2 separate regions of the Bombyx mori genome follow, and region 1 is linked to region 2. A link is a contact called in public Hi-C data. All regions are on one chromosome and are shown on one strand. The core of a region is the stretch at or near the end of the contact, and the rest is flanking DNA. Distances in the headings are between cores, read along the strand shown. Region 1 holds the start of LOC101741191 (kielin/chordin-like protein). Region 2 overlaps LOC101741191 (kielin/chordin-like protein).

Region 1 (4,629 bases), core at 739-3,238, 41 kb after region 2:
TAGACCAAAAGAATTTACTACTGCCTGATCCGTATTTTTATTCCATAGTACTAGTTCCCGCAAGAGATTCGCTTCGCGCTAAACTCTTCAACGGCTTTCTCTGCCTTGTTTGAGTCTCGAACAATCTGAGGTTCTGATTCAGTTTGTTGTACGACAAACGATTCGACTTCAACAAACTCTTATCTACAGGGAATCAGTAGTATGACATTGTCCTCCCAATCCAAAAATAATCCGAACGGCGTTTAGAGGACAGGGCAATGATACGAAATATCCCGAGGGTCGAAACGCCGGCAAATTAATTAATTTTAATAAAAACCCTCAAAGTATATACCACCTCGGGCGCATCTCACCCTTATCCTATTTTCCAATCCCAAGCCCAGGGCATAATTCTAAAAAGTTCCAAAATATCACCGAACTAGAGAAACAAAATATCAACTTGGATTTAATTTGAATATAAATATTTTTATGAAATAAGGCTTCAAATATTTGGACGATAGTGTGGCCGTTGTAAAATCTACATATAAATTTAAATTTCAACAAACTTATTTACAGTCATAGCACGACTATCAAAGGTCTTGAAGCCTTAATCTTTGTACGGCATTTATCGGGTACTACATATTTCATCTGCATATTCTATATTTACCTACATAATATTTAGATCATACATAGAACAAGGAATTGTTAAAATATTGGTTTTCAGTATTTTGTTACATGAAAGAGAAATATGTGTACGACATTCCGTACATAATTATTCCTGTCGGACTTTACCTGTACCCAAAGAAATTCCACGCGGAAATTCCAATTCTGTACCTTTAATTACTCACATACTTGAAGATTTAGACGTGTGCCTTTATGAATTAATTCACGCGTACTATTAAAATTAAAATTTGAATTGAAGGAAGGAATATACAGTTCACAAAAGCTATAGATTTGGTATGAATGGCCAACTGATGGAGTGAATTGTACGGTTCTAAAATCCTTTCAACTATGGGAAGCACCGATCACGATCTAAGAATGTGAATTAATACATATTGATGAATTAATATATGAAACATATAAAGGATGACATAGGACACCCTAGGAGCAATAATCATGAGCTCAAAACGAAATATTTTTATTATTAAATATGGTTACAAATATTCACATGTGATATTTCCATAACCGTTGTACAACCCCTTGATCATTCAAATTAATTTCAAATAAGGTGCTTAAACATCTAACTTCGATTGATTTTGGCGGCATTACCAATTTTTTTATTATTACTTAGCCTTACATAAAACAGTCTTATTTGGAATAATGGAATTATTTTTTTACACACTTGTTGATTTATTATGGTCTCTCGAAGCATTAGCTCGCAAATATCACTTGTGCAGATATAATGAATTTATAAAGCATTCGGATTGTTATATTAATTGATCACAACAATAAAATAACGTTTCTCAATAATATTAAGAACTTTAATGTAGGTGAAAATAAATTAAGTTAGATACGTTCATTTTTAATTGGACGAGCGACTGGTGCGCTAACAAAGCGTGACGGCGCGATAACTGCTCGCTAAGCTATATTCAAGTTATGCGAGTCGAGTAACTTTCACATTTTTTGCGCAAACAACAAATAAAAAACTCAAGACTCTCTGCATGCCGGGCCGATGCGTCTTCGAAGCGGTAGAAAATATCATACAGCAACTGAACGATCGGTATCCATTCACAAAACAAACAATTATATTTTGAAAGTAATATCTGTTGAACCACTAAAGTTTGGTAATTAAAAGAACACACACCTCCCGTTGATAATGTGTCGCTCCAGATTTGCTCCCGATATCCTTGCAATTGTTCACAAATCACTTTCGCGTCACTTCACGATCACTAGAGGCAAGTAAAGTATCACTCGCGGCGAAGTATCGGCGCCGTAAATCGATTAGGCCAGATCGACGGGTATACGATTCGAGCGCCCGTTGCAGACTGTGGACTGGTCGCGGTGTCCGTGTATAACGCGCGGCAACGCGGCTTGTCTCGAATCAAGGCCATGCAAAACGCTGCTCCCATTTCCCCCAGTGGAAAGTGTTCGTATCCGTGATCCGTGCCCCTTTCGGGCAGGTGTGGGAGAAAGCACCTAAAAACTTAATCGTTCTGAGTCATTCGGCGAGATGATTCGGTCGTCGATCGTGTTTTGGTCAAACATCTGACCGATTGTCGAAAGTGAAGCGACCGGTTTGGGAGTCGCCAATTCGGCTTAAAAAGAAAAGTTCGTTAGGACCGCCTTTATCGCAAATGTAAAATTTAGGCGCTTCGTTTGAAAATATAATGTTAAACAAGTGTCCAATTAAACTTAACATGCTTGGTTAACCTGTGAAACTTTTTCGCAAGTTACAAATGCAAATTACGTATTTAAGGGACCAAACAAAAAAATGCTGAAGTAAGAGTTATAATACAACGTCTAAGGGTCTAATTTCGTTCGGGGTCCGTATGTTTATTTTAAAGGCTATCTCGCATTCAGCGGTCTGAAATGAAAAATAAAAATATTGCCGTGAAGAGCGGTAAGGTTCATAAATTCTGTGGAACCGTAAATTAAAACTTGGCAGCAGTCCGCGAGAACGACATGCACCATTATAACGGATGCGACACTGTTTCTCTGCTCCATATAATATTTCGAAAACATTAATAATATATCCATATTTATAAATAAGTTTTCAAATATGCTTTCATCAGGTTAACATTAGAATGAATTTATAATTTCACGTTTCATTGTTATTCTGTTCAAATTCTTGGTTAGGCCAAAATTGTAAACATATATCTGTAAAAAATACAAAATTTCAGCTACAGTAAGTGTCTTTGTGAAATACATTTGGGTAAAGGTGTTTACGGTGTGTTTGAGACATATTATCTAAAACATAACACAAGAGAAAAGGTTATGTAAATGGGTAAATGTACAGGGGTAAGGTTATGGGGAAATGTAAATGGGTAAGCTTAGGGGTAAATGTACAACGTTAAATGGTGTGTGTAACGAGTATTTTGGTCACTATTTGGTATGTCACTTTCTAGAATACTCGCAAATACCTTGTTGAGTTTTTTAGTTTTAACTAGAAAAAGTTTTCAAAGAAAGTGTTTCATTCCGCCCCCAGATCCCCCTGTCACCTTTTATGTATAGAAATGGTAGTGTAAGGTAGAGGGGGAAGAGGTCGACGGAAGAAGACATGGATGGAGTGTGTGAATGACGATATGAGAGAGAGAGAGGAATGAGTGTTGAGATGACGGCTGATAGAAGAGAATGGAATAGAAAAATTCGCTGTGCTGACTCCACTTAGTGGGATAGGGTGGAGAAAAAGAAGAAGTGTTCATTACCCAAAACAAATTCTTGTTATTTTCGTCTACATCTGAACATCCATGTTAAATATAAAAAAACATTATACACTTTTTCGTTTAGCACTCAAAGGCGTTAGGAATGCTGTAAAATTTAATTTGATACCTACGACGGTTGATGGAATGGAAAAATTAATCGCATATAGGGCTGTCAATTTGGAAATTAAGTAACAACATTCTACTCTTCCTTATATACGAGTAGTCGTAGTCTTAATTAGAGGAGAGATATAAGGAAAACGGTTCGTTTATGTAACTTTTCTTTTATTTCTTTATTGTTTGTTGATGTGAACTTAAAGTTAGTTTGGTAATATGTAAATATACTATGAATAGTGGTTACGTGTCAACCAATTACTAACAAACGTCATTTCTGTTATGAACAATACATTACTTAGAGGGCTCGTACAACCAGCCGAATTGAATTTTTTTTTTTTTTTTTTTATGATTGAAAATTTACTGGTGACCCGAAGGCCTTTCCAGTTTCACCAGGACAGGTGGGCGAGCAAAGGCTCAGCCAAGAGGGGTGGGATTTGCTAACAACTGCCCGAGCGCCTCCGAAGGAGACCTAACAACTCAAGAGCAATTGTTTCGCGAATGAATCTACTACCGGATCGGAATCGCGACCCGCTGAGAAGATCCGGCGAGAAACTCAGCGGGCTGATGCATGGGTTAGGTTGCACGTCGACCTCTTTGTCGAGTTCGACGAGTACGGTTACCGGGGTCCCTAAGCCTGCCCCTAGTATTAGAGCTGAAGGCATCTAATGCAAAGGTTATTGGATCTGATGGATCCGTAAGGACGTGTCTAGGGCGTCGACGGTGACTGGCTCCTGCATGATCAGGATTCGGGGAGTAGTCAGCGGCGGCAACGATAAGGCGATTATCATGACGCATAGCCTTATCGAAGTATCGTTCCGACGCTGACTTCATGTATTTCCGAATTGATTCGAGGCCCAGGTCGTCGTGTAGGTCAACGTTCCTCACGAACCACGGAGCCCCGACAGCTAACCTGCAAAAGCGGGATTGTAGGGATTGGAGGGTGTCTATGTGTGTGCGGGCCGCGTGAGCGAACACCACACTCGCGTAAGTCATGACGGGCCTTATGCAAGTTTTGTAAAGTGTCACCTTGTTCCGAAGGGACATTTTACTCCGCTTACAGATCATGGGGTAGAGTCTACCGAGAATAAACGCGGCACGGTCACGGACTGATTTTATATGCGGGCGGAATGTCATCGATGCATCCAGGGTAACGCCCAGGTACTTGACCTTCCTGGCC
Region 2 (5,057 bases), core at 2,193-4,692:
TTCACTACTGTGTGCGTACACCTTATCATTTTGTTTGTTGTAGCTCTCTTCTACGGAAAAAAATTTTTCATCCGAAAAAAGAATTTCCCGATATTTTTTTCCCGCGTACCGCTTCAACAAAGCGCGGCATCTCTTCAGTCTCAGGTCCATTAGACGAGCATTCAAACGATGTCCTGTTTTTCTTCGATATGCCTGAAGCCCTAAGTCTTCATTTAACACCCTTTTAACCGTGGTTCTGCTTAACCCCATCTGAAGGGACAACAGTTTCTGCTTACGTTTGGGATTTCTTTAAATTCGCGCCTTCACAGCTTTTATCACTGCTGGAGTCCTAACAGACCGAGGGCGACCACTTCTTGACCTGTCATCTACACTAGAGTCTTCATTGTATCGTTTGATGGTACGATAAACGAATCTTTTGGTTATATTCAAATTTTTCAGTATGTTAAAAATTTGAATTGGCGCGTAACCACAACGATGCAACGCAATAGCTGCAACACGGTGTTCTTTAAGCGTCCACTCCATATTTAAAAATGAATAAAATTCTAAATGTATACTATTTTTATTTTCATGAACAATTCGAAATTCGAATTCAATAAACTTTTTTGTGGCCAGCATTCTAAAAGAAAAGTTTTTACTGTGTGACAATACTTATGACCTGACTAGGTATGTTTCGCTCCACTTACATTTACAATGACATGCAGCGAATCGTTAGAAATATCTTTGTTTCCGCTTGAATATCGCCCGCAAATTAAAGTATTTAAAATTTAGTAATCCTGATAAATGTGGGCTTTAACGACTCGTATTGTTTGTTTTTGAACATGCTATTTATATTACGTACGCATCATCATGCATGCCTCTTGACTCATCGTTGTAAAAACGCAGGACAAATAAGCCGTCAACCTTGTATTTAACTGTAAGTGGATACCATTTAAAAAAAAGATTGATTCATTGTGATTGCTACATGTTTGCATACAGAAAATACTTCGACGGTGAAATAATATGACGTTAGAAGTCGAAATCTATACTAATATTCTACAGTGGTTTTTACGGATGTTCCGCTGTAACTACTGAACCATGCATCCGATTGATTTGAAACTTGGTATCCATGTAGAAAATACATGTACCTACCTAATGGATAGCCTAATATTTATATGAGTGTTAGACTCCCTAATAATAATGACAATAAACAATAATGTTTATTTTAAATGCCCAGCGATGCGGGCGAGTACGGCTAGTTTGATCATAAACCACTGACGCATTAACTTGGGTACACCTTTGTAATGCTTCGCAAGGGGCAATAAGGGTGCGGGAGCAGCGAAATATTGCCATTTTTGTTCTGTTCAAATCAATACAACTTCTTCACTTTTCGGCTAGTAATGAATAAAATCAATAGGTTTGGAGACAGACAGTATATATTTTACTAGCTTTAGCCCGCGTGGAATAGTTACTTTGGCATAACGCTAAATTTTACCCCCACTTCATTTACGTCGAAAGTGAAAATATTTTTGAATTATAGAATGTTGAGGAGCTATTTAAACCCCTATTTTGTAACATTCTTCATTGATGCTCCACTTGTATTGGCTTTACCGTGATGTTATAGCCTCAATAAATGGGCTATCTAACACTGAAAGAATTTTTCAAATCGGACCAGTAGTTCCTGAAATTAGCGCGTTCAATCAAACAAAATCTTCAGCTTTATAATATCAGTATAGATTTTTAAAAACAACTTGCGTTTCTCTGTTAGCCTAAGTGATTATTCTAGTTACGCCCGGATGGTTGAGCTCACGGTTTCAACCTGAGAGAATTTGCTAACACTAGACCTATCAAGAGCAGTGCTTCGCTGAATCTACCACAGGGTCGGAATGGCGATCCACTGAGAAGATCCATCGAGAAACTCAGTGGGCTGTGTCTGTGGCTGATTTCATTCATGCAGCTTAGGGCTTAAGCATTAAATTTAGTTTTTATGATTTAAATTTCAAATGTGAACACGTTGTCCACTTGTTCGCTCTTCTTTACAGTATGGCCCCGAAACACGAAATAGAAGTCTTAATTGCATTGGATTTATGGCTATCCGAGCCTCTATACCGTAATGCAAGAGCACCAAAACGTCTTTAAGATTTTATTTTGATCGGTACTTGTACTAACTAGTCGATCGAGATTGAAAATGTAAGAAAAGAAAAAAATATTGGAACCCAATTGTTAGTGTGGTGCCAGAAACCTAATGTAGAGTTCCAGCAACTGTACAAAGTTTTAACACAAACGCGACGCAAAGATCTTAAACAACAAAAAAAAGTTCAAACAAATGAATATTCATTTGTATAATTTGAAAAGGAAGATGATTAGATGTATTTGACGGCTTTCTCCTGTAAATCTTATCTTATCTTATACCTGTAAACGAGCAATTATTTTATATATTATATATAATCTGAATCTCGGAAACGGCTCCAATGACTTTTATAAAATTTAGTATACAGGGGATTTCGGGGGCGATAAATCGATCTAGCTACGATTTATTTTCAGAAAATGTTGTTTTTATCGTGTTTTCAATAATCAACTTTATCGATAATCAACTTTATGACTCTTCCCGACGTCTATTGGCGAATAATAATACAATTTTTCATAATCGAGCAACTAACTGCTTTAAAAACACAATAGCACTAAAGCTATTCTAGCAGATGGCGTTGTTAAGCCACCCGAAGCCAATGAGTTTTTGGTTTAAGGTTAGACCAAGAAAATTAATTGTTTATTTATATTATTTGTCTCATTTTTACTCATGTGTTCACTTAAAAATACCTAAACGTTTCTCTTTTCAGCACCCGCTTTAGCAGAACCTATCTAGGCAAGCACTCACCTGCTCCTCGTCTAACTAACCTTTATAATAATCTAGTCAGAAAAGCTGAAAACCTTGACATATTTGGCGATTCCCTTCCAATATTCAGGAACAAAATTATAAAAAGTTGTTGTTGAACTTCAGCCTCAGCCTTGGTCTGAGTACTCGGGTATTACTGTCCTTGTTGTCTTTCTTTTGTTTTTAATTTTTTATTATTAGTATTAGTATTGTTAAATCTCTGTTGATACATTAATGTAATGGATGCTGTGATTGCCTCTAATTAGAGTTGCAGTTATCAATTGGTCTATACATGTCAATGTTATTTTATGTCTTACTGTAAACCCTGTTGGTAATGCTTAAATAAATAAACGATCTTAGAATATTTCATCATTTTATCAATATGTAATTCGTATTTAAATATAGGTAATTTCTTAAAAACACAATTTATCAAAAAAAAACACCGTCATCGTCTATTATCAATAATTAGGCACTAGTTTTAAGAAAATACACTTTATTGCAGTAATAATTGATGCGCGCACTAATGAGGATTCCGGACACGTTCGAGGTATGCATGTCCTCGCGCCACTTAGCCGTTACGTACTCTGCGCTCTGTCGGGCTTTCCCGCGCATTATCCATGTTCTGAATTTAATATTCATTACATTTTTACTGGTGGTAGGACCTCTTGTGAGTCCGCGCGGGTAGGTACCATCGCCCAGCCTATTTTTGCCGTGAAGCAGTAATGCGTTTCGGTTTGAAGGGTGGTCCAGCCGTTGTAACTACATTGAGACCTTAGAAGTTATGTCTCAAAGTGGGTGGCGCATTTACGTTGTAGATGTCTATAGGCTCCAGTAACCACTTAGCACCAGGTGGGCTGTGAGCTCGTCCGCCCATCTAAACAATAAAAAGAAAAACATATTATTTTTTCTTAAAATGAAGGCGGCATATTTACAAAAAACAGATTTATCGCTATCATTACAAAAATAATACAAAAAAGAAATTTCTCTCTCACACACACACACATAGCAAACGAATCTGTTCATCATAAGTATATTTGCTAAGGTAAGGAAGTTCGTCAAGCCACACTTTTTATAGATTCACAAAATTATTTAGAACATAATAAACCACACACAATAAATGATTTACGTAAACAGTGTCGCGACCTTTGCGCAAACATTTTCATTACAATAAAAGCAATCCGAATGAAAGCTGTCTACAAAGTATCACGCTTATCTACAATCTATTCGTTATTCGGGATACGGAAGTGACGTAAGCTGAGTTAGTCGTGGGCATGCTGATTAACTATAACTTTCTCCGGCTTATACTCCGACGCTTTTCGGTCAATGAACTTCAGACAATAAAATAGTTCGGAATAAAAAAACTCCTCATAAATGTATTTATTGATAGTTCAGTTTTTATTATGTTTGCTAAAGTGCTGTATTCTCTAATCACAAAATAAACAAAACGCAGTTTTTTAAACTACCTTGATCTACTAAACTACAATTGGTAATGAAGTACAAATAAGACTGGCTGTGGAGAAAATAAAAAATAATATGAAGAGAATAGATTCAAATTTATTTTGTAAGCAGGTATAAATCTATTAATACAATTATTAATTAAAATTAGCCAAATATTACGGTGTATTCTCAAACTACTTTTACAATGAAAGAATAAAATCATGTTACATAAATCAATACCAAAAGAAATATATAATTTTATTATTTCACAATAGAGACATATCAAAACTATAGGTAGTTGACGGCATTGATGTTGTTAATGTATGTGAGAAAAGTTAGCCCATAGCCCCATAAAACCCAAGTTTATCCCAGTAGATAACTGATAATGCGCACAAAACGAAAACAATCTGTCAACGCTTAGCATTATTAATTAATTAGCAATCGTGATGTATGGTGTACCATCTTATCAGAATGCTACCGACAAAACGCAATTAATTTAACTGTCAGTTACTGAACTGCTTAATAATGAACACTACACTATTTATTCTTGATTCCAATATTTATGTTTTTCGGTCGAGATCGATCATGATATATATTTGTTTGTATATTTTAAAATTGTGAAAATGTGAAGTTCCAATCACAATATATTTGTCGTATTTGCTCGAAACTTCGATTAAAAATGTTTCAAAGTACTTGAGAACCACTTGGCAAGTCCTCAGGATCTCCGATGTCGTAAGATGTGAGTGAACTCTGCGTGTATGACGTATGTGAT

Evidence for each region. A called contact is a pair of places that touch in the nucleus more often than the background predicts.
Region 1: a Hi-C map of whole pupa shows a contact between it and region 2, with 1.8 times the contacts expected there. The contact joins the promoter of LOC101741191 here to the enhancer-like site in region 2. A contact is called at or near these places in 2 of 7 Hi-C or Micro-C datasets (middle silk gland and whole pupa).

What each region holds. Positions count from the first base shown.
Region 1 is chr25:9,969,123-9,973,751 of ASM3026992v2, forward strand. LOC101741191 (kielin/chordin-like protein) reads right to left here and starts at 1,989. Exons shown (of 24, transcript XM_012689612.4): 1 at 1,781-1,989.
Region 2 is chr25:9,926,344-9,931,400 of ASM3026992v2, forward strand. The region is part of intron 1 of LOC101741191 (kielin/chordin-like protein); the gene reads right to left. Among protein-coding and RNA genes, the nearest start is that of LOC134201452, 11 kb to the right of the region's middle. Within about 2 kb of position 3,443, at least 2 of the 8 cell types and tissues checked have open chromatin away from gene starts, as enhancers often do.